Linked DNA regions of Danio rerio: all the other regions are linked to region 3. A link is a contact called in public Hi-C data. All regions are on one chromosome and are shown on one strand. Each heading gives the region's core, a stretch centred on a gene start, on an enhancer-like site or on the middle of the called end of the contact. The rest is flanking DNA. Distances are from core to core; before and after follow the strand shown.

Region 1 (3,368 bases), core at 62-2,561, 210 kb after region 3:
GTTTCTGAATGTATTTGCATGCACATATTAGTTTTATCCTGTAGTATTTTTATTAAAAGCCGTCGATGCAAAAATATTTGTTTATTTGGGTTTTGTGTTCTTTTTATATACAGTTTTTGTAATTTATTAAATTTTATTTATTGTATTTGTAATTAATTATTTGATTTATTAAATATAGCCTAAACAAAAACAAGACCTCGGGATCACTTGTTTACTCGTATCTTCTTATTTTACATACCCCAAATTCAGTAAATGTGAGTAAATAAAACTGAAGTTTTGCCAAACACTACATAATGTTCTCTGGTATTATTTTCGGAACAAAATTCATTACATTTCAGTGTTCTGCAGACTCATATGTCATTATAGTTTAACTATTTTTGAAGTGCAAAATAAAATTACGCTTTTCATTTATTTTACTTACAGAATGATCCCGGTAAAATGCTTTAAATGCATATTTAGGCCTACATAATACTTGGGTCTTTGCGTTTGTTGAATTATCTGTTATTATAAACGCGATCCTCTAATTTAGCTTAATCTTTTACATCTTTGTCGTTGCTCTTTATAAGTGAAATGAAAAGTCTCGTCACTTTGTTGCTCTTTGTTTGCTTGTTCCCTTGGGAAAGTGTTTTCCTGAAGGTCGTAAATATGATTCAGGCTTTTTGTCGTGTATAGTGTACCTGAAGTTAGGGAAAACTTCACACCTGAGCTCAACATCTGACTTCAGGTGAGAAAAGCCTTCAGTACCGTGAGAAAGACACCTTTGGGCAGCCATAAGTAGTGATTATTTTGTATAATCGTTTTCATGCTGAAATTAAGATCATTTTATCACCTTATTATTAAGGTTATTGTTTATTGGATAAATAGTCTAATTCTTGTCTTGGTAATTGGAGCTATATGTGTTTTATTTTTTGAGAAATAAGGGGAAATTGCTGAATAGAAATAATTCGTTTCTTTGTCATTCTAGCCTATAGGTGCTTTTTCTTGTGTAAATAAAAAATGCTATGTGCTACGATTAAAATGTAAGCTACTGAAAGGGTAAAAAAGAGTCTGGAATTGCGTTAAAATATTAGGCTAAAATAAGGACAAAAACTCGTTCCCACGACATGGTTAAAAAGAGATGAAAGGTGCACTTCTCACTGCCTCACGAAACCTCACCTGCCACTGACATCCATTATTGGCTCTTCCTGTGTCTTAACATGTTTCAAACAGCTATATTCACCCCATAATAAAACAATGATGACCATGAAAGCACCTGTTGAGTATATAATGCTCAGCAATGTGTCCATGTCTATAACGACAGCAAGGTGACCGAACGAAACCTTGAACCGCAAGATTTTTCAACAAATAATCGACTATATGTATTTTTAGAGAGAAATAAATTCCCTCTCTTTTTTTTTTTGTAAAATTCTATAATTTAGCTAAAATGACTTTTCAGGTCGGCTTTTTTGTGCTGTTGTCAGTCACAACAATTGGCGCTTTCCCGCGCAATGCATTTCAGCGGGAATTTCACCGACACGTGGCGAAAGACTTTGAATCCTCCGGGAATGGACCAGACGAACCTGTTCGGGGATCTGTCCGAATTGTCAAACTAAACCCTCATTTTCTGCGCCGGGCCGCCGTTAGTCATGTGCCGTTCAGAAATTCACCAAGTCGAGGCGCGTTTCCCGCGTTCTTGGCCCTCGGACGTCCGGGCCCCGCAATCCTGACCCATAGCAAACCTGCGCCTCAGGTGAGCAGCAGTGCAGACAGGAGGAAACAAGGGCTCGAGATGTGGAAGAAAGTGGTGCACAAAAGCGAGCGAAAAAAAGAGGCAGTGGCTCTGCGCATCAATCCCAAAGACATGAACAAACAGAGCTGTGCCGCAGTTCCCTTTACACAGGTATGAGTAGCTTTATTACTGTTCAAAAGAGTTTTTGGTCAAACTCAATAATGTCAGAAATATTTAATTTCTAAATGATTTTAATTCTGCAAAGTCTAGAATACTGATCTATATGATATTTGAATATCATAAACATTATACATTTAATTTATAACTTATTATATACCCTAGGCATACATAATATTCTTTATTATAATATAGCCTAAAGTATAAAGGTAATACGATGTTAGTATATTATATTGTACATGTGTTAACTCTACTAACCAATTGAGCACACCGCGTCAAATTTTGGGTTTTATTTTATTTCAGTTTAATTTAAATGACACTTTTTAATTCAATGGTTGGTATATATATGACCCAACGCAACACGATATTTTAGTGTAGTGGTTATGTTTTTCGATGTAAAAAAATAATACTAACCCAATAAATTGCTGTCCTGAATGGTATGCAATTGCATTAAAATCAAACTACTGCACCTAAAAATCTCAATGAATCAAATCGAAAATTTGATTCATTAAAAACTAAAGTTATTTTGAAGGATGAAGTTAGCAGATGATCATTAAGCAGATGAGTTTACAATAAATAACAATAAGTTACAATACATAAAAACAATAAATACATAAATTACAGTAAATAAAATGTAATAAATTACAAAAACTATTTTAAACGAACACAAAACCCCCCAAAAAACTAATATAAGCAGATCCTTAAGCAAACATGAGTTTTTTTTTTAAACATAATGACGGCATTTTATATTGAGACCACAACATGCCATAAACATGATAAGAATAATAATTAAGCTGATCCTTTTTAACAGTCCGGTTTCTTTAATTTTGACAAAAATAATTATATTTCTCTTGATATCAATTACTTAATGCAATGCCTATTATTTTTATATCACTTTTTTCTATTACTTATGTGTTGAATAGACTTTTTTATTTTCTGTTGACAGCGCATAACGGAGGAGGGCTGTGAGACGGTGACCGTTCACAATAATCTCTGCTACGGTCAGTGCAGCTCCATGTTCGTGCCCTCCAGCGGAGGCTCTCACGGACAACAGAAAGCGCAGTGCACGCGCTGCGGCCCCTCTAGAGCGCGCTCCGTGCTCCTGCACCTGCGCTGCGGGTCTGAGGTGCGGGAGAGGCGCGTCCTGATCGTTGAGGAGTGCAAGTGTGAAACCAGCAGCGAAGAGGCCAAAGTTCAGAACACAGATATGTTTAATTTATAACAGTCATTTTAAAGTTTATAAAAATCGTAAAGGCATTGCTAATATTTAACTCCAGAATTATTTAAAGCAAAAACGCACATCAGTGGAAAAGTTCTCAACCAGGGCGCGTGACAATAATATATAATAAAGTGATAAGAGGAGCCTCTTAAACATTAAAATAAAGTCGGCACACCTCAGCCCCTCTCTGCATCTCTACAATATTTTAATTACGACCTTTCTGTGCAGAAGTTAGTAGTTATTTAAGTTCAATAATGTTGTGTG
Region 2 (3,369 bases), core at 400-2,899, 140 kb before region 3:
AGATATTCTCCTTTTACTCAATGGAATTTTCTGACATGTTTTTGCACTAAAAATGTTCAATAAAAATATATTTGAAAAGAAAAAAATACCCCTTAAAATGCACACCACATAATTACTTACACTAAAAAAATGTCTGCAAAGTTGTTGTAAACAATTTATTTGTGTTGAATTTAATCAAGCAAGTTAAATTTAGTAATATTTAACTCATTTGTTTAAATCCAGCCCAAACAAATTGTTTACAACCACTTAACTTTAAAATATTTTAGTAAATTTAAGGAATTATCTTTGAATAATGTTTTTTAGTGTAGCACTACTTGGCACTACTGTTTAATTAGTGAAGGCAGTGTGAAAGTAGGGTCTCCTCACTGAAATTTCTGGAGGTCCCACGACAATCACGGCTCCTGAGAATCATCACCATCTTTCTCCCAGCAGCGATGGCCCTGTGTCGGAGAGGTGAGGGTGTTTTTTTTTTTTTTTTTTTTGCCAAATTTAACTTCAGCCCATGTGCTGAGAGTCAAATGTGTTCATTTGCTGCCATCTAGTGGACAAAAGAGGCTCTTGCGATCATAACTTTTTAATTTGCTGGTGAAATAAGAATCACTAGTACAAGTACATGAAGAACAAAAACATGTCTGCAACAAAAATGAAATATGTATTTTATATTTTTAGAAACAATTAAAACTATATGTATTTTCTAGAAACAGTCAAAGTAGGTTAACCTACATCGGAAATTACTGTCTTTGAAAGTTATTGTTATAGGTTTTATTTAAAAATATATGTTTTAAGAGTATAAAGACAACTGAAGACAATTAGTCTTAAGCTTCAAAGTTAAGCAATGCAATCTCGTTAAATGCTGTAAGCTTGATGAAATCCTTTCAAAATGAAACTTCCAGAAGAGGGCGCCAAGAGGACGGGTTAGAAAACTTTTCCACTTTTTTTTCTCTGACTCAAATTAGAGAAAGTTTTTTTTTCCTTCTGTTTCTTTTTATTTTGTTTTTATTATTTTTTTAATTCAAAATACTCCAGTGTGTTTGCTTAATTTCATGTTAATGTTGTCCTTTTTGTATATTTTTGTAATGTGTTTTACAATTTATAAACAAAACATTAAAAAAAACTAGAGAATGTGTTTAAATCATAATTATTTTTATCAAATATTTTATTTTACACACATGCAGGGATTTACGTCAAATGAAAAAAATAGCCTAAAATAAAATAGCACATTAGCTACTCTGTCAAACATTATACTGCACACTTCATTATATGAATATATAAATGCATATTACATTTCGGATCATTTCTTAATAAACCCAAAGGGATTAAACTTGGAATGTTTGTGCCATTGTTATTTTATTATTAATTATAAGTTGATAAAATATTTAATTTGATGCATCTTATAACTTTATTGCATAGGCTATTAATATATGTTATTGACTTAATATTACCTTCTTGTCCTAGAATGAAAAAAGCTCAACTTTAATTTGGTCTCTAAAAAGTTCAGAATCCTGCTGATGTATCCATTACGCACCTCTTCGCTTTACGTCTCCTTTAAGAAGCCCAAATGCTCTCTTCTCCTCCTCCTCCTCCTCCACCCTCTCCACGCTCCTCACATCTCATAGAGGTGTTATTGCATTAAGAATAAACCAGCCAAGCGATCAAACACCCGAATGGAGTTTGCTTTTTCACCCTTTGGCAACAAATCTTCGCTTGGAAACAGAAAAGTCAAGCAGGCACCAGACGCGCACTTTGGCTACATTTCGGAGCGTCGACAATTGGATTTTGTAACTTACTGAAATATCCAGCTTTGCGCTTGTTGCGAAAGCTGACCAGGAGTATTTTGGGTGGATTACAATGTTATTGTTCATCACGGGCACTTGAGTTGGGTGTTCGGGAGAGTTTTGAATGCGGTTCGCGGCTCCCCGGACTCGGTGCACTGAGATCCGGACGCGTTGAGAAAAGCGAGTCGGTGACGCGGAGTCCTCATGGCGCAACGGGTGCGTAAAATCAACCAAAGGAGAGAAAAAAACTCAAACGTGGCCGTCAAGACTAATTTTGTTCAGACGTTGATAAAACAAAGGACATAATTACAGTCAGATGACATTTAATTCCTCGAATGAATCGTGTGTGCAAATTTATACACCTATAGTTGTTTTGGAAATGCCCACAGCAACAAGTGAAAACATCAGTTTATTTCTTCTAGTTTTTGTTTTATGATTTTTATTTTAATTTACGTGACTTTTAAATCAGTTTTATTTTTTATTTAATTATATTTATTGCAATTATATTAGGCTATCTTAAAATAATTCCATATTTAGCTGACAGCCAAAAGAGTAACTTGATGCTCACAGCCTGTTCATAACTCATATTTCTGTCGATGGATACTTGTGCGAGAACGATTTAATGCTACAAAACATCGATATTAATTTCAGCAATTATTTTTAACCGCAGTAAAAACATTACGCTGTTATACACCTACTAATGCATATTTTGCATTATGAAAGCATATTTTGGTCAACAAATAAAAACAGAGTTGAAATAAAACCAAACATATTTCATTTTAATTTAAGCTACTTTCAAAATTTAGGGCAAAATTACATTTTAAATTTGACATTGAATAGAAACCTGTACCGTCCATGTGTTTTAGTAAAAATGCGAGCAAAATTTTGTAAAGTAGCCTAATAATTATGTTTTCATATATTCCTTTGTGCGTCTTAATTGGCACATTTGGAATTCAGAGATAGCCTGTACATTAAAACACATCCACGTTTAATCAAGCTATTTAAACTATATGATTAGCTTTTAACGCTCAGTTTATCACCAAATAAACAAATACTAAGACTTTTCTTCACACTCTTGCTGTTAAATCAACATTTGCAAAGATGTGCGTACAGCAAAGTCTCCGTGTGATTTTTAACGTCCCCGCTTTGAATTCTCCCAGTACGAGGATCTGGTCCACTACGGCATGGATGCGGTCGGGATCCCGTCTCCGATGTACGGGGATCCTCACGCGGCCCGAGCGATGCAGGCGGTTCATGTGAGTCACGGGCCGCCGCTGCACCCGTACCCGCACCCGGCCACCGCTCCCGGGGTTCCGCCGCCCGTTAACGACGCGCTCAAGCGGGACAAAGACGCCATTTACGGGTATGTGCTGGGATTAAAATTATGTGCCATCACAAAGCTTGATTGCAGGACACAATTTATTAGGTAGCCTATATTATTTTTTAAATATAGTCTATCTTTTCTACGTATTATAGCGTATTTATATGTTAGTCTTGATTTTTTTACGTAGGCCTTTAAAAAAACAGTACGTCATTAAAAGAACACAAACTAAAGTTACCTCTTTTAACATTCCATTTATTACATCATCATTGT
Region 3 (3,246 bases), core at 383-2,882:
GCAATTTTAGACAGAATATTCAAAGTTGCATGGTAAACAGTATAGACACCCTTTCTCTCTCTCTTTATTCATTCCTTCATTGACTTTCTTTTCGGTTTAGTCCCTTTATTAATCAGGGGTTGCTACAGAGGAATGAACCACCAACTTATTCAGCATATGTTTTACGCAGCGGATTCCCTTCCAGCTGCAACCCATCACTGGGAAACTCTCCCTTTTTTTAACCTTCAAATACTAGGCATTTTCAACTTCCATTGTTACAACACACATAAATAAAAAATTAAATGATACTAATTGAAATGAAACACATTCGGGGGGTCAATCCATATAAATTGACAGACGTTTAGAGAGCTTTGAGGCACTTTTCGGTTTGTTTGTTTTACATGTTTTATGGGTTTACTATAGACACCATAGACTGTAAAAAGATAGGGATCCTGTCACATGTTGTCATTGTTCAAAAATAAACAACTGTGGGAATATTTTTTATTGTTTTATTTTTTTTTTATTAACCATAAGTTAAAGTACAAACCATGACGGCATATTCAACAGTCCAATACATATAGTATTAGAGTTGATTTAAAAGTACATGATTGGGAACAAAACACACACACACACACACACACACACACACACACACACACACACACACACACACACACATACACACACACACACACACAAATAAAAAATAAAACTCATTTAAAAAAAGGAGGTTGGGGGGGGGGGGGGGGGGGTGAGAGTCTTAATCAAGTAATATAAACGAGTCCAAGGTGTGTGAAAGTTTACGGGCATTTCTGTTCGTCATGAAGTGAGAAGTCCTTACAAACATCTTCAGATCATTCCTCCATCCATTAAAGTGGGGTTTCACCTTTACAAATTTGCATCTATGAATGAAGTGTTTAGCTAGAATAATTAGATTATTTACCAAAAAGTCTAGGTCCTTGCCCTTTAAAAATATACCAACTTTGAAAGTGTATATTTGTCTTTGTTTGTAATGCAGCCAGTACTGAAACTCCCTCCATAAATGTTTTTAGAATTTCACATTGAAAAAAAAAAATGTTCTACAGTTTCAATATCTTTCTCACAAAAGCTGCATGAATTGTTTTCCCAGTTAAACTTTTGATGTAAAAAAAAAATATTAGATGGATATAAAGTGGGAATGTAAACTTTACCTCAATCTGGAGCGGATCCTGAAGCCCGGAGCAACACCACCGGGTCAGCTTCTGGCCTGCAGACGGCGCTGCTGCTCCTTCTACAGACATTCTGCATTGCTCGGCCACCCCAAACCTTTATTAAACACCTGTTATTCTTATGACAGAAGAGTTCAATCACAAATCTAATGCTATTTAAGGTGTTAAAGTTTAAACAGCGAGTGTAATTAACATTCTAGGCCTAGTTTTATAAGCAGATGCACCGCCGACAATGTAAATCTAGCTAAACAAAGACTAGAACAGATTTTAAAAAACAAACCCAAGATGTTCGCGTTTATATGTCTATTTGAGGTACGATAGGTAATGATATTTGTGAAAATATTGTGGTAATTTGTGAAAATTCATACCGAAAGCAGCGCTGACAGCTGAGGGTTTAAACGTCTGGTTTGTTTACCCCAGAAACGTCACTAGACAAGCCTCGCCCCGTACTCACCACGCATGCGCGTCACTTTATGAGTTATTTTAAGTCAGAAGTATGGTTTGGAAAATGTATTACTTAAACGTTCAATATTCGTATTATTATATGCATTTTTGCTAATTTATGCGCAAACGTTTAGAAAATGTCTATCGTGTGTATTGAAACAGCGCATGCTCATAGTTTGAGCTGACCGGAAGTCCTTATTCTCGTACGAAAAATAATTATTATTCAAATTGTACTACATTCTGGCGTGATCACAGTGTTTCTTTCGCGTTTTCTGTACTAATGAAGCAGCGATCAGTTTGCTTGCTGTTTGTAACACACTAACGCATTCATCTTAGCCGTCTAAATCAGCAGTAAGTAACATCTTGAAGTTAGTTACTAAATGACAGAGTTTGTATAGATCATGTAAAGTATGGAGAGAGCAGCGCATGCGGGATCAAGATAAGCTTTAGAACAGTTGCATGCACTTTATGTCCTTATTTAACCAGCATTCACTTTGATTTTTAATTAAAATAGGTGTTTTGTTCTGCACAGATCATGCCAGGCTTTGAGCTGGAGCAGGTGGACGGTGGCAGTCCTGTGGATCTGCCCTATGGAGAGACTGTCCTGGGCAGAGGGCCATTTCTAGGGGTGCAGTACATTTTCACCTATATGGCTTAATCATATATGTATTAAATTATTTTATGTGTTCTTAACAGTGTGCCAGTTATTAGGTTTAAGTTGATAACATGGGTGCCAACTTGGAAGTACAAGGTTCTGTTTGCTTTCTAAGCAGATATAAGATCTAGAGCTGTGAAGTTTTTACATTCTGTATAGTAAATATTATATGGGGAAACAAGTCTCTTTGATGCATAAAAATAACAGAGACATGTATGTTTATGTAAATTTATTCTAAATGTGCATTATTAAAATCCTCTCAAGTTTGTAAGTGGGTATTTTAGGAGTAAAACAAAGAACAAATGCAGATTGTCTTCATAATTATATATATATATATATATATATATATATATATATATATATATATATATATATATATATATATATATATATATAAAGCTTTTTTATTCTTAATTTTCTTCTAATTAAGCATACAAGGCAATTATAAATATATTTATTTATTAATACTATTTAAGCAGGCATTATTTAAGCAGGAATATGGTGGTTAATTAATCACATTATTGCTCAAACTATTTAAATTTCATTTGATTTAAAGCAGCTATACTGTAAGTGATCGATAACATGCTAATGTTTATTGTTGTAATCAGGACCCAACAATTAAATTGTTGGCTATTTCACCGTAAAATGTAAGACTTTTTAAAGACATTAAACCTGCAAAAGTAAAATATTTTGGCCCGCTGAATGTTTTCTACTTGTTACTTTAGGGCAGAGTTGCTCAAAGTTGGCCCATGGTAAACTTTGATTTGGCCATCCCATCTGAGAAGAGATTTAGAACGAAGGTTGCATCAAATGTCTTCAACACAGATGGACATTTCTAATTTAACGTAACCTTTTGTTTGTTTGTTTAATTGTTGAGCTACAAAAAAGTCAACAGGAATTAAATGTTTCAATTAAATGTGCATGAATCAGATTTTTGAAAATGTAAATACTGTCACTCGA

What was found. A called contact is a pair of places that touch in the nucleus more often than the background predicts.
Region 1: a Hi-C map of hematopoietic stem cells shows a contact between it and region 3, with 4 times the contacts expected there. The contact joins the promoter of dand5 here to the promoter of fbxo48 in region 3. A contact is called at or near these places in 2 of 18 Hi-C or Micro-C datasets (hematopoietic stem cells and an unstated tissue).
Region 2: a Hi-C map of hematopoietic stem cells shows a contact between it and region 3, with 1.9 times the contacts expected there. The contact joins the promoter of meis1a here to the promoter of fbxo48 in region 3. A contact is called at or near these places in 2 of 18 Hi-C or Micro-C datasets (hematopoietic stem cells and an unstated tissue).

What each region holds. Positions count from the first base shown.
Region 1 is chr1:55,148,859-55,152,226 of GRCz12tu, forward strand. It overlaps dand5 (DAN domain family, member 5), which reads left to right and starts at 1,312. Exons shown (of 2, transcript NM_212969.2): 1 at 1,312-1,879; 2 at 2,832-3,368. The coding sequence starts at 1,424. The coding sequence ends at 3,107. It overlaps si:ch211-145g9.7 (a long non-coding RNA gene), which reads left to right. Exons shown (of 5, transcript XR_012382246.1): 5 at 1-287.
Region 2 is chr1:54,799,590-54,802,958 of GRCz12tu, forward strand. meis1a (Meis homeobox 1 a) reads left to right here and starts at 1,650. Exons shown (of 13, transcript NM_131897.2): 1 at 1,650-1,991; 2 at 2,936-3,138. The coding sequence starts at 1,980.
Region 3 is chr1:54,936,553-54,939,798 of GRCz12tu, forward strand. It overlaps fbxo48 (F-box protein 48), which reads right to left and starts at 1,633. Exons shown (of 5, transcript NM_001328025.1): 1 at 1,556-1,633; 2 at 1,170-1,305. The coding sequence starts at 1,259. It overlaps aplf (aprataxin and PNKP like factor), which reads left to right and starts at 1,819. Exons shown (of 11, transcript NM_001366252.1): 1 at 1,819-1,982; 2 at 2,164-2,259. The coding sequence starts at 2,167.